2 separate regions of the Macaca mulatta genome follow, and region 2 is linked to region 1. Evidence: chromatin contacts called from public Hi-C data. All regions are on one chromosome and are shown on one strand. Each heading gives the region's core, a stretch centred on a gene start, on an enhancer-like site or on the middle of the called end of the contact. The rest is flanking DNA. Distances are from core to core; before and after follow the strand shown.

Region 1 (2,776 bases), core at 35-2,534:
CAGGCACGAGCCACCGCACCAGGCCCACTTGGTAAATCTTAAGAAGGTTTAGGTGCATTTTCCCACCCACTCCCAAAGGGCCTCACTCACACTCTGAGCCCCAGGAGAAATTCCCTACGTCCAGCCTCAGGGCACGGTATTTCTTGTTACCTCCCCGCACACGGACTGTGTGGATGCGGCGGGGGCCAATCTGGAAAACACAAGGTTACAGGAACTAGGTTACCAAGGAGAGCAAGGCAAGAAAGGGAGAGGAACCGCGGCAGGAAGGAGGCAACAGTCAGTGTAACTATGACAAGTCCTTGCATTGGCAAGTGGCACACAGGTGACCAAGACGGCCACAACCACGCCTAAGGATTCTTTTTCATCACCTTACTTGCCTCCAAGAGGAAAGCCTGACCCCAAATGCTAAAAATTAAGCCTCTGTTAAAAAAAACCCAAAAGACTAGGATTCTATTAGCCGAGGTGCCACCCTCTCCAGAAGCTCAAGTCCCCCACACAGTATCCTTCTGAGACCCTAAGCTCCGGGGTTGGGGGCCTGAGGGAGCATTCCCTCTTTGGTACTTACTTATACAGCAGGTAAAGGGGGAAGGACACCCAGGCCCTATTACAGAGAAATCAGAGCCCAAGAAAGAACGCACAACTGTCACACGGAGAGGCCCGAGCACGCTGGAGAGCCGGGGAAGGCGACCTCCCGGGCGGACAGGCCCACGCTCGCACCCACCTTGGTGTTGGCAGCCGGGCGCCCCAACTCATATTTCCGCTTCTTGTGGTAGGGCTTTCTCTTGCCCCCGGTTTTGCGGCGCTTGTGCCAGTTGTCCCGAGAAATGCCTGCATGTGGAAGCGGGGAAGGAAGCTTGAGCCACTGTAACTCGGTGGTAGCGACTCGCCAGCTCCCGACCCCCGCGCCGGCAGGCCGCACGCTCAGCTCTCCAAGGTTGGCTTCCCCACCGCGCACTCGGGAGTATGCAGCATTACCGAGTCGTCATCATACACGTGCGGCCCGGCCGGGGCCACCACCGCGCGGCAGCCATGTTAGCGCCGCTTGGAGCCTGCAGCCCGCGGCCCGGAACTCGGAGTCCAGAGCCTTCGCAGCCCCCAGAGAGGGGCTCGGCGGCCGAAACCCGAGGGCCACCACTCCTTGTGGCTGTCCCTGGCCGGGGGTCGGGGCGCCTGGACTCCTCAGTAGGCTGTGAAGCAGGATGGGGCCTGATTGAGCTCAACCCCCCCATCACGCGCCTAAACGCAGAGCGACACTCACCCATCGCTCGGCGCTGGCTGGAAAGAGAAATCGCAAAGATTCACGGTACGGTTTGTAAAACGCTGCCCCGCCCCTTTACTTTACGTTGTTTCTGAGCGCCGAAACAACGTCGGGCGACTAGACTTACGTGTTTGCTGCCGCGCCTAGGGCAACGAGTCTGGGAGGCTCCCGCAGGCTGCCTTCATCCGCAGACCCTAACTGACCCGCCTCCGACCTTGGGTTGGGGGAAGGGGGTCTGCGGCGTCGGCACATCCGGGCGTGTTGAGACTAGTTTCAGAGGCTGCTGCGGTCGTTTAGGATGAGATGTGGGTGCGGCTGCGTTGAAAAAGGGTGGAAGGCAATGGAGTTGGAAACGACTGTGGACTTGGGTTTTGTTTTGAAGGGTTTGGTGGTAGGTTGGACATGGGGATTGAGGGAGAGGGTGGTGTCAAGGATTCCTAAGATTCTCACTTGATCAATCGAATAAATATTGGGGCCACTTACTGAGATGGGGTAGGCTCCTAAGGTAGGAGCTGTTCTGGACACGTTCATTTTGAGATCTTGCTAAGTCATGTAAGTGGGAATGACAGGTAGGAAGCTGGTCATCCTTATAAGGGACCTGCACTGAAGATGTTTTGGGAATCGTTGGTTTATAAATGCCACCAGAATGAACGGAACTTAGAGAGTATAAAGAAGGGATCAGTTAACTTTTCTGAGCTGGAAGAATATATATATGTATTTTTTTTTCTTTTTTTGAGACGAAGTCTCGCTCTGTCGCCCAGGCTGGAGTGAGTGGCGCGATCTCGGCTCACTGCAAGCTCCGCCGCCTCCCGGGTTCAAGCCATTCTCCTGTCTCAGCCTCCGGAGAAGCTGGAACTACAGGCGCCCGCCACCACGCCCGGCTCATTTTTTTTTTTTTTTTAGTATTTTTAGTAGAGACGGAGTTTCACCGTGTTCGCCAGGATGGTCTCGATCTCCTGACCTCTTGATCCGTCCGCCTCGACCTCCCAAACTGCTGGGATTACAGGCGTGAGCCACCGTGCCCGGCCGGATATATATTTTTTAATAAAAAAAAAAAATTTTTAGGCCTGGTGCGGTGGCTCATGCCTGTAATCTCAGCATTTTTGGGAGGCGGAGGCGGGCGGATCGCGAGGTCAGGAGTTTGAGACCAGCCTGGCCAACATGGTGAAACCACGTCTCTACTAAAAAAATACAAAATTTAGCTGAGCATGGTGGCGCTCACCTGTAGTCCCAGCTACTCAGGGAGGCTGAGGCAAGAGAATCGCTTGAACCCGGGAGGCAGAGTCCAGCCTGGGCAACACAGCAAGACTCCATCTCAAAAAAAATTTTTTTTAATCTTTGTGGGTACATAGTAGGTATATATATTTATGGAGTACATGAGATATTTTGTTTCAAGCATGCAGTGTGAAGTAAGCACATCATGGAGAATGGGGTATCCATCCCCTCAAGCATTTATCCTATGAGTTACAAACAATCCAATTAATCCTAGCACTTTGGGAGGCTGAGGCGGGCAGATCA
Region 2 (2,916 bases), core at 312-2,811, 39 kb after region 1:
CTCCAAGTTCACAGTCCTTACATTGGCACTGTGAATTAAACCTATAAAGTATGAAAAAACCAGAGTTACCCTCTCTTTCCTGAGAGCTTCACTTTTAGGATTCCACAGAGATTCCCAAAGTGGAGTTAACCTGAAGGAACAGGCGGCTGCCTTTAAAAAACAAACAAACAAACAAACAAACAAAACTAAGAGAAATAAATCTCCTGGGCTTCACCTTTAGAATATCCACAGTGAGGTGGGCAGGGGACAGGTTTTTAAATTGAGCTGCATGGGATAAGGATTCACCCCTACTCAAAAGAGAGCCTACAAAAAAAAAGAGAGCGGGAGCCTACAGAAGAGAACACACAAAAGTATGTTTGAGCAGAGGATTCCTTAAAGCCCTTAAATGAACTTTTCCTCAACATAGCATTAAGGATCTGGCCCTCTTGGGGTTTTCCTAACTCACTTCTGGCGGTCATATCTGTCCATTTCCCTAATGACACGGGTATTAGACGTGCCAGAAGTGCGGTAGCTGCTTAAGCAAAAGAGAGAACGACTACAAGCTGCTCAAGAGCAGGGATCTTGTCTGTCCCGTTAACCCTAAGTCCCAGTACCTGACATACTGCAACTGTGCAATATTATTCCAGAGTAGAGGGGCCAGGAGACCGAGGTCCCCGTAAGAGCAGGGCATTTTCCGGGGTGAATTTTGGAAGTGAAGTGAATTTAGAAGCCCCAACTTCCCTGGATCTACCAGCCTTGGAGAAGGTCCGCCCACTCCCGGAGGACAGCGAAAGGGACCCACGTCCAGCGCAGACTCTCACCCCTGTGTAGGGAAGAATGACTGCCAGTGCAGAGACCAGGAGTTAGTGCGTGTGAAAAGGAGGGAGGGAGAGAAAGAGAGTGAGAGCCCATTTGTGTGTCTGGGGAGGGGCAGTAATTTCCGTCGTCTCACCGCTCACGAGTCCCCTTGACCTAGGGACCCCGCTCCTCACCATTACTGCGTTGGATCTTGATGGCGAGACCGGGAAACAGGCGGGCCTGAAGCGACGAGTCCATGGCCATTCGGAGGGTCAGCAAGGAAAAGAAACGCGCAATGCTAGGAAACCTCAATTCCGCTAACCCTAGGAAGTCTTAACGCCGCGTAAACCGCCGCAGTTTAAATCCCGCGCGCAAGCGTCCTTAAAACGTCATCCCGCTGTCCCCGCCCCCGCTTCCGGCGGTCAGCGGCGCCCTGCAGAGCCTTGGGGGATACGCAGTTCCGAACCGTCTTCCGACGCCCGGCACCGCCCATGCGTCTGGCCACACCCCCGAGCGCTGTGCCTCCTGGGAACTTTGGCGCTCCGCGGGGTCTGGGGCTCCCGCTTCCTGGTATTGTGTTTGGTCATCTTGTACAGCCGGGTTCCCGAAAACTGGGAAACTTCGGTATGTATTTCAGAGTGAGGGCTCTGGAATACTACAGACATGGGTTCGAATCCTAGCTTCTTCAGTTGCTAGTTCAATGACCTCGAGCAAATTGGAGACTTGACCGGGCGCGGTGGCTCACTCCTGTAATCCTTGCACTTAGGAAGGCTAGAGGTGGGAGTGATCGCTTGAGATCAGAAGTTCGAGACCAGCAAGGGCAACGTAGCCAAGACCCTGTTCTCTAAGCAAAATAAAACCACAGGTTAGAAACTTGACTTAGTTTTTCTCATTGCACAGTGGAGAAGCATGTTTCGTCATTCAAGGAGTTACGTATAAATTTCCAGGAAGACACGATTCACCAGATATTTATTGAGTGAATGTCTACCACGTGCTAGGCATGGTACTAGGAAATGGAGATAATAGTAGTCAACTAGACACACAGTTCCTGTCCTCTTTTTTTTTAAATTAGAGACAGTGTTCTTGCTGTGTTGCCCAGGCTGGTCTTGAATTCCTGGGCTCAAAGATCCTCCCTCCTTCGCCCCCCAAACTGCTAGGATTACATATGTGAACCACGAATTCCAGCCTCCTGTTCTTGACGATCTGCCTGCCTCAGCCTCCCAAAGTGCTGGGATTACAGGTGTGAACCACTGTGCCTGGCCAGGAAAGGTCTTGTTTGAAGATGGCTGGAAGGCAGTGGGGGAGAGGAACATCAGAAGAAGTTGAAGAGGTGGGCAGGGGCAAAATCATTGAGCATCTTGTGGCCTGTAGTAGTAATTTTGGCTTTTATGCTAATGAGAAGTCATTGAAAGTTTTAAGCAGGGGACTAAGAAGATCTGATTTACATTTTACTTTCTCTTTTTTTTCTTTTGAGACAGAATTTCACTCTTGTTGCCCAGGCTGGAGTGCAGTGGCGTGATCTTGGCTCACGCGACCTCCACTTCCCGGGTTCAAGCAATTCTCCTGCCTCAGCCTCCAAAGTAGCTGGGATTACAGGGATGCGCCACCATGCCTGGCTAATTTGGTATCTTTAGTAGAGATGAGGTTTCACCCTGTTGGTCAAGCTGGTCGTGAACTCCCGACCTCAGGTGATCCACCTGCCTCCGCCTCCCAAAGTGCTGGGATTACAGGTGTGAGCCACCGCGCCCAGCCTACATTTTACTTTTATGTCAGGCAAACTTGCTGTTGTGTGGAGAGTAGAGTTGAAAGGGGCAAGACAGAGTGCAGAGAGCACTTAGTAGGCAAGAGATTATGCTGGCATAGGCCAGGGTGGTGATACTGGATTGGAAGTACAGCTGAGAGAATTGATTCAAGATACCCCATGTTTGGGAAGTGAAGTGAATGGATTTTGCTGATGGATGTGAATGACAGGGGTGGTCATGGATGACTCCTGGTTTCTGGCTAGAGCACCTGGCTGCATGATGGACCATATACTGAAAAGGGAGAGTGGGATTGTGAAGGAATGAGTTGGGGGTTAAGTCCAGGGTTTCATTTTGTTCATTTTGAATTTGAGATGTCTACAACACATCTGAGTGTAGG

What was found. A called contact is a pair of places that touch in the nucleus more often than the background predicts.
Region 2: a contact with region 1 is called in a Hi-C map of fetal cortex germinal zone, with 1.9 times the contacts expected there. The contact joins the promoter of KIF2C here to the promoter of RPS8 in region 1. A contact is called at or near these places in 4 of 14 Hi-C or Micro-C datasets (CD4 T cells, fetal cortex germinal zone, fibroblasts and 1 more).

The regions. Positions count from the first base shown.
Region 1 is chr1:195,860,507-195,863,282 of T2T-MMU8v2.0, forward strand. It overlaps RPS8 (ribosomal protein S8), which reads right to left and starts at 1,285. Exons shown (of 6, transcript XM_015138067.3): 1 at 1,259-1,285; 2 at 722-828; 3 at 91-190. The coding sequence starts at 1,262. LOC114675070 (small nucleolar RNA SNORD46) reads right to left here and starts at 375; the gene lies at 272-375. LOC114675053 (small nucleolar RNA SNORD55/SNORD39) reads right to left here and starts at 994; the gene lies at 915-994.
Region 2 is chr1:195,899,365-195,902,280 of T2T-MMU8v2.0, forward strand. KIF2C (kinesin family member 2C) reads right to left here and starts at 1,562. Exons shown (of 21, transcript XM_015138048.3): 1 at 972-1,562; 2 at 1-41. The coding sequence starts at 1,041.